Linked DNA regions of Columba livia: region 2 is linked to region 1. A link is a contact called in public Hi-C data. All regions are on one chromosome and are shown on one strand. The core of a region is the stretch at or near the end of the contact, and the rest is flanking DNA. Distances in the headings are between cores, read along the strand shown.

Evidence for each region. A called contact is a pair of places that touch in the nucleus more often than the background predicts.
Region 2: a contact with region 1 is called in a Hi-C map of crop, with 2.7 times the contacts expected there. The contact joins the enhancer-like site here to the promoter of OLFML2B in region 1. A contact is called at or near these places in 2 of 2 Hi-C or Micro-C datasets (crop and liver).

Annotation. Positions count from the first base shown.
Region 1 is chr8:16,970,123-16,975,428 of bColLiv1.pat.W.v2, forward strand. It overlaps OLFML2B (olfactomedin like 2B), which reads left to right and starts at 3,934. Exons shown (of 8, transcript XM_065072313.1): 1 at 3,934-4,268; 2 at 5,299-5,306. The coding sequence starts at 4,125.
Region 2 is chr8:17,053,774-17,059,566 of bColLiv1.pat.W.v2, forward strand. ATF6 (activating transcription factor 6) reads right to left here. Exons shown (of 16, transcript XM_065072315.1): 7 at 3,982-4,202. Among named protein-coding and RNA genes, the nearest start is that of ATF6, 7.8 kb to the right of the region's middle. Within about 2 kb of position 2,003, at least 1 of the 3 cell types and tissues checked has an H3K27ac peak away from gene starts, as active enhancers do.

The sequences.
Region 1 (5,306 bases), core at 2,684-5,183:
TGAAATATCTGACACTGCAAAACTCTCCTGAACTGCTCCACGTTTTTAAAAACAGTCTTTAAATTTTTCTTATTAATATTTCTAAGACATGCTTGTAAATATGTCTCCTGAGTTAAACAAACCTCCTCTGTCTTCCCAGGTCTTGTTGAAGGAGGGAGGCTGAAAGGTCAGGCTTGAAGTAGTTGTGCCTCCCAGAGGTGACACAGGTTGGATAGCCACAGCAAGATGTGGTTTCTGGAGCACGTGCCTGTTCACCCAGCTCTTGTTTGACTTGCAGTCATAAACAGAAGTGTCACTGCTGAGGTCAGTGGAGAAACCTCTCAAATTGCTGTGCAACTCAGGGTCACGTCATGAGCTTTCCTGTCTAGTCACATCACTCCGTGATGTTGGTTTTCTCCTTCAGCAGATGGAGGCAGGAGAGAGCTTCCCTCACCCTGGGCACCTGCAGCAAAGCTGTGTGGTGGAGCTGATACACGAGGGGCTGTCACTGCTTGCTGCAGCCCCTTGCCAGGCTACATGGTCTCCTGCCATCCAACCATGTGCTCTCCACCAGTGAGTGCCATCTGTTAGGTCCACCTCTCACTTCAAATGCCCGGTTATCTCCCTCCTGGCCCTTGACAGCCACAGGAGCATTGCCTTCGTGAGCCCCTGGCTGCTGTGGACAGCAGACACTGAACTGTAGAGCCCCAGCGCCATCATGCCAAACTCCACCAGCTTCTTTCCCTGTGTGCCCTCTGGAAGGCACAAGTGGACGGTGCTGAGGCCACAGCTGGAGTGCTGTGTCCAGTTCTGGGCTGCCCAGTACTAGAGGAGAAATGTGGACATACCGGAGAGAGTCCAGTGGAGGTCTCCTAAGGTGACTGAAGTGAGGAAAGGCTGAGCGAGTTGGGACTGTTCAGCCTGGAGAAGGCTTGCGGGGGGATCTCGGGCAGGCCGGCACTGCCTCTCTGCCCCCAGTATGAAGCGTTTTAATTGCAAAGAATGTTAACGAGTGACAGCCCCAGCACCCGCGTTTACTCGGCCGGGCCTGCGCGAGGCTGCGGTGCCACGCGGTGGTGCTGCGCCCCCGCGGAGCGGGACTGCGGCCGCCGGCGGCCCCGCCAGGCAGCGGCGGCGGGGACCGGCCCGGGAACCCGCCCGGGGCCGCTCGCCCGGGACCGAGCATCCCCCGGGAGCGGTGCCCGGGCCAGGGGAGCACCCGGCCGGCTCGGGGCTGGGGATGGCGGCGGTGGTTGTTCTCGAAGGGCTCGATGTGCTGCTGCATGCGCAGCCTCCCCTGGTCCTGCCAAGCTCAGCATCCGCTAAAATCAACATGAGTCACTCCCTAGACCTAGCATCGGGGGCAGCCCAGGCTTTAAGCCTCCCACCATCATATCCGTGGCCTGATTTGACCAGTAATGGCACACTATCCCTCCTGCCAGTGCTTTTGACAAGGCACTGCCCAAACCTCAGCATGGGGAGCTGCAAGGCACACAGGGCCATACTCTGCAGGGCTTGGTGGGGGACCGTTTTTTGCACCCACAGCTCCAGGCACAGAGATGCTCTGTTGCCTGTCACAGTGCTGATTGCTTTTTTTCCCAGAGCCAGTGATGTTTTAACTTCTAGCACCTGGAGAGCACCACCTGCCTTCTTCCTAGGGCAGCCCCTGCTCTGCATGAGACCAGTCACCCAGAATGGGACCAGGTGTGGGTATACTGGGGCCTCCTGCTCAGGCCAGGGTCCAGGCCAGCCTTTTTCAACAAGACAGAAGAGCCAGAGCCACACTTGCTTGCTCCACTGTCTTCCCATGTTTGTGGGTTTGGTGGTTTTGTTTGTTTTCTTTTCTTTTTTCGGTGAGGAGATTTTGCGTGTGTTTTTTGTGGGTTTTTTTGGGCTTTTTTTTTTGGTTGTTGGTTGGTTTTGGTTTTTCTTTTTTCTTGAAAGGGGAATGTTCAGACTTCAGAGATGACCACAGTGAACCCAAACTACCTGTCAATATCTCCTTTTGCCCTGAAAGGACAGGATTAAACTTGTCTTTAACCCAAGCTAAATACCACCAGAAAGGCTTTCTTCCCCTTATAAAGAAAAGAAATCAACAAAGGCTGTCAGTAATATGTGAAATCCTTCCTTTTTGTTCTGAAATAGCATGGTTGATTTGTTTTCCTTCTTTTTCCAGCCTTTGAAAGTGACCATTAGTAAAAGGCTTGAAAAGTCAGAGGTTCTGCTTGTTTTGGGACCTCTGGGGGCTCCTCTCGGCTGCTAACCCTGATGGTGACTGGGCTGCACAGGAGCCCAGCAGCCTGAGCCAGCTAAGGTCTCCTGGAAGCCCTGCTCTACGTGAGCTGGGGCTGCAGAAGCCCCAGTCTCGCAGCCTCAAGGCAGCCTGTGCTGACAGTCAGACAATCAGCTTCCCCTAGTTCCAGAAGCTCAGCTGTTGTCATCATGGAGCGATGGAAACAGAGCTGAAGGAACTGGTGCCCAAGGGATGTTTTATCCTTGAGGGAGGCTGGTGGGGGAGAGGCTTTTAGAAGTGGCTTGGCCTTCTTATAGCTCTCCAATTGCCCAAAGGATGTCTGTCCTTGTCCTCCCATCCTCACTGTCTCCTTCCCCTCCCGCTCTGTTCTGCTCAGCCTTTCTGCAGGCACTCATGCATCCCTGCCCCCTTCTCCACAAGCTTTGCTTCCCAGGGAGGGTGGAGGAGGTGGGGGCACAGCGCCATGCCACACCAAGCCTGTGGTCCTGGCCCTGGAGCCAGCAACTTCCCTGTGCCACAGTGACTTCCTCTCTCACACAAGATGTTTTCTTTGTGTCTGTCAGCTCCATCGCTCTGGCCTGTCCATGGGATGTGAGAGCTGGAGCCCCCCTAGAGATGTGATTTGTCCCAGAGCTGCAGGCACCAGGTTTGAGGTGGTTTTGGGACACACGCATGTTAAGGGCTGGAGGTGCTGTGCTGGTGCACAGCCTTGCTTCAGCAAAGAGCTTTGTGTGGCTTCTCGTGCTACCCACTGTGCTTGTGGTTTCTCTCTCTGACCTGTGGGCACATTTTTAGGCAAATGGAAGCCTGTGCAATACATGGGGTGTGGTGCTGGCATGTGTTTGATTGCCATCGGTACGTTTGTGAGGGAATCTCAGGTTTCATCATTAATTTAGCAAGGTCCAGACATCATCACCACAGTGCAGACACCTACGCAGTGGAGGATGCTGTGCCTGTGCTTTCCCCGGGAACAGTGCGTCCAGGACATTTCCGTTTGGCAGGAGATGCAGAAGGATATAGGACTGCCAGAGCACGGCTGTTTCCCAAAGGCATCAGCCCGAATTTCAGTAAGAATGCAGAGGTCTGCACTCATGGCTATGGGCCTGTCTTGGAAACATCAACTGCTTGTGTGACCCCAGCACACACAGTGTTACTGGAGAGCTGCAGGCATGGTGTGCCATGCTGTGCTATCAGGATGGCTTCCCCATGACCCAAAGCATGCAGAGGATGAGAGCCAGGCTGTTACCAGAGATAGGAAATGATCCAGGCAGGCTGTAAAGATGGCTTTCTGTCCCCCACCAGCTCCCTGGAAACCCCCAGGGGTGGGATGTGCAGGTTTGCTTGGTGCAGAAAGGCAATACAGGTATTTTGGGAAGATGTGCTGCGAGGTGGGTGGTGGCCCCCCCAGAGAAGCCCTTTGTGCAGGAGGTCATCACAACCTGCTTCGAGCAGATGATGCCCAGGTCCCTGCAGCCTCCCACTCCCTCCTGGCCCCAGCCTTCCCCCCGGGACAGGGCTCTCCCTTTCCCACGGAGGCAGCTTGAGCACCAGGCCCACGCACGGCCGCCGCCGCCCCGCCAGGCTAGGGGTGGGCTGCGGGAAGCCCCCGCCACGGGTGGGAAGCACCGCCCGGAGCGGCCCCGTCCCCGCCCCGCCGCCCTCTCGGCCCCGCCCGGGGGCCCGTCCCGCCGCGGAGGGAGGACCGGAGAGAGGGAGGGAGAACCGGAGAGAGGGAGGGAAGACCGGAGAAAGGGAGGGAAGACCGGAGAAAGGGAGGGAGGACCGGGGCGGGAGCCCGGCCCCGCCCGCCGCGCCGCACCTGAGCGATCAGCGGCGGCTCCGCGCCGGCCTTGGTCCTGGCCCTGGTCCCGGCCCCCTCCGCCGCCCGCCCATGGCTCGGCCGTTGCCGTTGCTGCTCTGCCTGGCCGTGCTGGGCGCCGGCTGCCGGGCAGAGTCTCCCCCCACCGGTACGGCCGGGCCCTCCGCCGAGCCGCTGCAGGACGAGGCGGACAACCAGGAGAACATCCTCTCCCAGGTATCTACGGGGGATGCGGGGCACCTCGGGGGATGCTGGACAACTCAGAGGGTACTGGGTACCCACGGCGCAGGGCTGTGCGCACCGCGGGAGGTGCTGCTGTGTGCTGCGGTACCCAGCCGGGGGATGCTGTGCACACCCTCGGTGATACTGGATGTACATGCTCGATGGTGCTGAGAGATGCTGTGCACTCGCTGGCAGTGCTGGGTGAGTGCAACTGCAGGGAGTTTTGTTATCGGGGGTACAGTGAACCCACTGAAGCACAACAGGGAGTAGTTCACAGACTCCATCCTATTGTTTCCCAGGGGGTACTTAATAAATAGGGAACTCCTTGGGAGAGGAATTGGTGGAGCCTCTTTGTGTACTGAGGGGAGGGATCCAGACTCTTTCCCCGCCAGCGGGATGCGGTGGAGGTTTCTGTTAGATTTGGCTGATTGGACTGTGTGCTATTATCTGCCCTCGGAAATGGCTAACGTGGAGACTATTGGAAACATACCGCCAAAGTTATTTTTGTGCTTGGGCTTTCAGAAGTGCTGTCTGCAAATCTCCGTAAAGGAAATTCCTGGCATTGTATGGGCCTAATCAGAAATACTGTTTCACCACCAGGTTACACTGCTTAAGGCTTTCAGTCGCCCTTTCAGCGCACCCTTACCATGTTTACCTGTGTAAAGAAATCTTGCTCAGGGTAGCAGGTGACCTAGTGGGTCTACTGGACACAGAACACTAGAAAACAGCAGGGTGCAGTTTGTATTTAAAATTCAAAGCAACTAGGTCCATTTTACACGAAGTAGAATAAAAAATACCCTGTTGGAAGAAGCCAGTTCGTATTCCCCTTGTAGGTAGGGATCATAAAGCTCTGCACTCTCTAGAAAACTTCTTGGACAGCAGATTTTGGAAGAGCTGTCCAGTTTCTTCAAGGTTCAGGGTGTCCATATTGTCCTCGTTTGGACCTTGAGGTCCAGGGTGTCCTTGTCCCTTCCTGGGGAAGCAAGGATGAGGAATTTGCTCACTGCTAGTGCTCTGTGCTCAGCTCTTAGG
Region 2 (5,793 bases), core at 753-3,252, 82 kb after region 1:
TCTGCAGACACATAAACACTTTGGAAAAAAAAATATTCAGGCTATCCAAGGTCTGCAGTGTATAGAGTACAGTAATTTGGGGCCAGGATCATTTCAACTGTCCAGAGATGAAATAATAAGGAATGAGCTCGTGCAGCAGCTGTGGCTTGAGTTACATGATATTCCAAACAAGTAGTCACATTCCTCTTTTCAAAAATAAGTTTTGCATGATGAAGTCAGAGAAGACCAAATTGTTTACATCCATTCTTGTTTGCAGACCTGGTCAGAGTTATTCATTACTGGACAGCTTCTGACTGTCTGGAACACCTGAAAAATCTACCTGCTTCCCTGGAAAAAACAGAGTTGAAGCACCAGTGCAGCGATGTACACCAAGAGTACATCCCAAGGTACATCTATCACCATTTCAGACACTACCGGTTACGTTTCAGATGGTATTTATGTAGACTGAGCTCCTTTACAGTGTTCTCCAAATGCTGTAAGGAACAACAGTCCAATTCAAGGTACTTCGTGCATTTCAGTCTATGCCACACCAGTTTCACTGTGACTCATTTCTGAAGCTTGCTAAAATGAAACCCAGAACTATTCCTGTCCTTGAGTTACTTTGTTTTAACTGACAATCCCTAAATCAGTTTAAGGTCTTTGGTCAATCCTCTAGGGCTTGCCTGGCTTTTCTTAGTGAATAAGCCACAAGTGCACACCTGATCCTACCTAAATGTGATGGAGGAAACGGAAAGAAGTGTGTGTGTGTGAAACAGCACAACAATGCTTAAACCTGGAAGCAGCACAGCACTAAGCATTACACAGCTGATGAGGCATCAAGATAAACACACCCCTTGCTTGAGCATTTTGATAATCAGAAGAGTGAGAGGAACCCATTTATAATGACAGACCACCTGAAGAACATTGCTTTGCACAAGTGCTGAACACAGATTAAGTGTAACAAACATCTGTGCTAACTTCTTTGGCAGTGTCCCTCTTTGTAGGTTGTATTGTATCAATTTACCACTCCAGATAGTAAACACAGACCATAAAGGGAAAATACTGGCATTTAAAAAAAAATAAAATCAAACATTAGTCAGTGATGCAACTTTTGCTCCCTAGCTTCAAAAATTACACTCCCAACAACACAACACACACACAAGATATAAACATGGAGAAGTGAAAGGTTCCTTAAAAATCCTGGCTTCAAACAGTACTTACTAGATTCAGACTGTCCTTTGTTTTCAGAGTCTTCACAAAGAGTCATGCACTTTACAAATAAACACTATCTCAATTTAGTCTTCCAAAGAAAACTCAGTTCTGAGCAAAATTTAACATCCACTCAAACTTAAGCTGTATTTCTAGCACAAGGTGTTAAGAATGTTTCTCACACTTCACCAAGTTTTTGGTACATATACCAGGAAAGTTAACAAAGAGCTGAAAGTACAAATCACTGCAACGTTACACTGGCTGGCTTCTTACTTCAGCTTATGAAACCTGCTGTCTTTGAAGATGCAGCTGAAACGCAGGAATACAAAACCTATGCAAGTGTTTCCTCTGTTCTTATGAAGGATCTGGGTTTTCTTGTCTTTAATTCAACAGAACACAACTTGACTGAGTTTATTTAATTTGAAAATCAAGCAATGTACAGCACAGAAAGTAGGATTCTTTAATAGAAATCCACATTTATGTTGAAGTAATTTTGCATAATCTAATTTCTTCTAATTTTTCAATATTTTCTTATGAACAAAATTGGAAGGCAGAATTAAATCCTTTCTCACCAGAGTGGAAACATGAGAGAAAGGCCCTATAAGAACACAACAAAACTGGATTCACTCTCACACCTACTGTCTATGTTCTCATATCATTTAATTGCACCAGGAAAGGCAATCTGTTTTTTTGGTTAAGTGCCTCTTTCCTTCAACAGGAAAAGCAGCTTGCTGAGGCAGCATTTCTTTTGTCCAACTTCCTAATGCAAAGTTCTTCACGGGTTTCCGAGTGAAGCGTGACGGCACTGAAAGGCTGGCACTTCCCCGCGCCAACGCGTGCCACCAGGACTAGCACATCAGAGGGCTCACGCGTACAGCTTGCCACCAGCTCATCTCAGTCTAATCCACTGGACTGGCTGAATGTTAAACTAACACTTTATCCCTCTAGAGCCCAAAAGAAAGTCATGCATTGTTTCTTTTCATCCTGCAACACCTGCTTAGATTAGCAAACAAAAACACGTGTTACAGAGCTCAAATGACAGCTACATCTGTGCAGCCCTGAGCACCACACATGGCGTCTAGGCCAGTCACAAGACGTTTTAACCCTGCTGGTGCCAGCTGTATCCTGAAACATTTGTTTTTTTTCCAAGTGTTATTACACAGTATGTGCCAAAGAGCAGCTGCAACTGTTTTTTCCATGTTTCAATAAACACAGGTAAGATGTGCAGCATTTAGGCTGATATCAAGTCTTAAAACTGCCTCCTTAGAACAGCTTCAGGTGGAAATATTCACACCACCATAGCTCAAAACAAACAGCTGTTCCTTATCCCAGCTACACACTTGACTACTGACTGTCACAGATGTATATATGAAGTGTGATGACACCAAGGGGGTTTTGTCAATTAAACCTTATATTCAGACAATGGCAAGGAGCCAGGCTAGTCCTGATGACAGGGAGTCACAAATCTAAGGACTGCTAACAGGTCTCTTCAGTTTGACTTTGCACGGCAGGCAAATAACATTTAAAAATGCAGAGCCCTTAACTGGTCTGTCTACTGACAGATCTTTGTCGGCTTCTTGCAAATTCAAGATTAGCTTTCCACTGCAGTCTGGCTGGCGACTTATTTGTAGTAAATAATTTTTCATTTAAAAATCCAGCCCACGGACCAACACAAACAGCGATGAAAATTTAACATCAAGCACAAGTGGCAATTCTCAGACACTAGGAAACAGCATAACAACATCCCTCCAAAGAAGGCAGAAGGCACATCCCTTTGAGAAACAGTGTCGTGCACTGCTAATAGGCAGGTGACTACACTGCAAAATTTCATGTGAATGGACACCAGTGTTTTCTCCCTCACACTGAGAAATGCAGTAGGACCCTCAGCAAATGACAACTGTGCTTGGAATGCCACAGGGGAGAACGATACCCTGAAAGTTTAAAAGCCACAAATAAGAAGCTTCAGTACTTTCCACAGCCATGCCTTCCTTTGGATGACAAAATGCAACCCAAGCAGCTCCAAACTACAAAGAACTAAATTAATTAACATCCAGCTGTTAATTGATTAGTTAGTTAAGATGTCAAAGATGTAATTGTTAGTTAAGATGTCAAAGTTGAAGGGGAAAAAAAATCCCACATATCTCAAAAGCCATTTCTGTTTATATCTACCGCTTATCGTGAGCTACTGTGGAAAAACTTATTTATTTGAGCAGTGATTGTTGAGAGTTTAACCCTTTTCTACTCATTCAGTAGAAGATCAAAAGGGAGCCTGAATAGATTAGGATCGTATGAAACTCAACACCTGAAGTTTTTAAAAATCATGAGTAAAATCCGGGGAGAGATAAAGGGGGTGGAAAAAGAATCAGACACACTGCTGACATTTCCAATTCATCTACTTCCAAAGGAGAGCTTTTGTTCTATGGATTAGAAAAACAGTTTAGCACTAATCCAAAACCAAATATATCAAATCCTCCTGTATGTAAGACAGCTCCAGCCATTTAGAGCTTACAAGCTAAGTAAAAAAATATATCAGCACTGTCTTCTGCCACAATGCTTGCATACCTGGTATGCAGCTCCAGGCAGGCCACCAGATATCAAGCTGTTTCTCCCCATTTCCTACCAAGCTGCCAAATGCCTTGTTTACTGTTAGAAATCCCATTAGAAAAGCCAAACTACAGCACTGTCTTCCTGACCCTCTAAAGTGACCTGGTTCTCACACTACATCCCACATGCAGGTAACCGAAAACTGTCTCCAGGCTTTGGTTATCAGCTGTCATCACAGTGAGAACTTACATCCAGTCCCATTGCTGGTGTGGGGCTTTGAAGCAAGGGCTTAGTCACTGGTGTTTTGCCGCTTGTTGAGCCATTTCCAGCAGCTGCAGGCAACGCGTTCACCGTGTGACTGTGAAGTGGCGTGGTCCCTCCGGTGACAGCGATGACGGGTGGGGAGGCAGGAAGCACCCCAGGAGCCCGGAGCTGCACCACAGTGGGCTGGGGGAGCACCACTGACGGACCTAGAACACAAGGACAGGAGTGCTCAGCGTACGATATTGAATGGATTTGTACATGACCAGTTTGTAGGGGAATACTGAGACAGGAGGTAGAAAGCCTTGCTTCCTCTCCAGTCCCACACCATTTATCTTAAGTCCAACTCTTCAGCATTAGTACCTTCCACAACATAGGAATGGCAAAGAAAACAACTCGAAAGTCTGCAGGACTCTTAATCCACCCTGCAAACCAAAACCACACATATTACAGGGATCCACTAAATCAACTCTCTCCCAAAACCCCATAGCGCTTCAAAGTTTATAAAAGTCAACACTTGTTAGAAACATTACTCATTTTGGTATTGCTAACACTTGATGCACTTGAGCAACTTTTTCAAAGAACTTAGTCAGCTCACCTCAATCCTTCTTCTTCCTTTTGTCCATCCCTACTTTATTGCTCTATTCAGTGGAAAACTTACTATGCAGAAGCAACTCATACTATATAAACCAATTCAGAAACAGCATAGAGGAAGAAGATAAATGAGAATCATGCAAGTTACTTTCAAAGCCTAAGTTAAAGCCACAATTCACACTAAGACAAGACTAATTTTTTTTGAGAAATGTCTTATGTAAGAAATTTTATGCAGAAGCTGAACAGATCTTAAATAAAAGCAGGCAGAAAAAATGAGGTAATTTTGACAGAGTTTGAAACAGAATTAAGAACAGTCACATCCAAGAAATTTCACTCCAACAACTACATTTAATTCAAGCAGGTGCTTAGTAATATTTTGTTGTTTGAAAACACATTAAGGACTCTCTAATCCTTTGTAACAGGATGACCTCGCCGGCTTTCAGAAACAGCATGTTCCAGCTGAGCATTCTAAACAAAATGCACAACAATGTCAAAGTCATTTACCTAGTGTCATGATCTTTTATGTATGAGGTGTAGGATTAGATCTCCTTTTTTGCAGAGATGATCTTGAATACATCAGAAATTAGTACCATATTTAAGAAGCTCAAATGGTGAATTTGAGATTATTTCAACTATTTTTTAAATGCAAAGTATGTGATACTCTAAGATCATGCTTTCTTCTTTAAGCTTTTATGAAAGGGACTGTAAAAGTATCGTTCCTCATGCTCCTTTGAAGATAATAGCATATTTCAAACTGGTAACTCCAACTTGTCACATGCAGGGGATTTTGATTAACGAAAAAGATCCTTATGGTTTTTGTTATGGAAGTAGCACTATAAAAACTTTAAACACACCACCAGCTAAAGTAAATACATGGCATGGAAATACTTTCCCAAAAGTATTTCCTCTATAGTGTCACACAGAAAATACTCTCCTGATTTTTCTTTAGGGAAAAGGAGAAGCTGCTCTTCACAGTACTATACTTATATCCAAAAAATCCATATCCACAACATTCCTCATTCCAGATGGTATTTTATCAGCTGGAACATCAGAGGGAATACAAATTAGGTCACGCTGACCGTGGTCCAACAATCTTAGGTATGTTGTAACACACATCAACAACTCCAGCTTTGGCTTAACTCCTGATGGATGAGCAATTAGTAATGAAGACAAATTTTTCACTATTGCAGTAAATTCTAGACACAT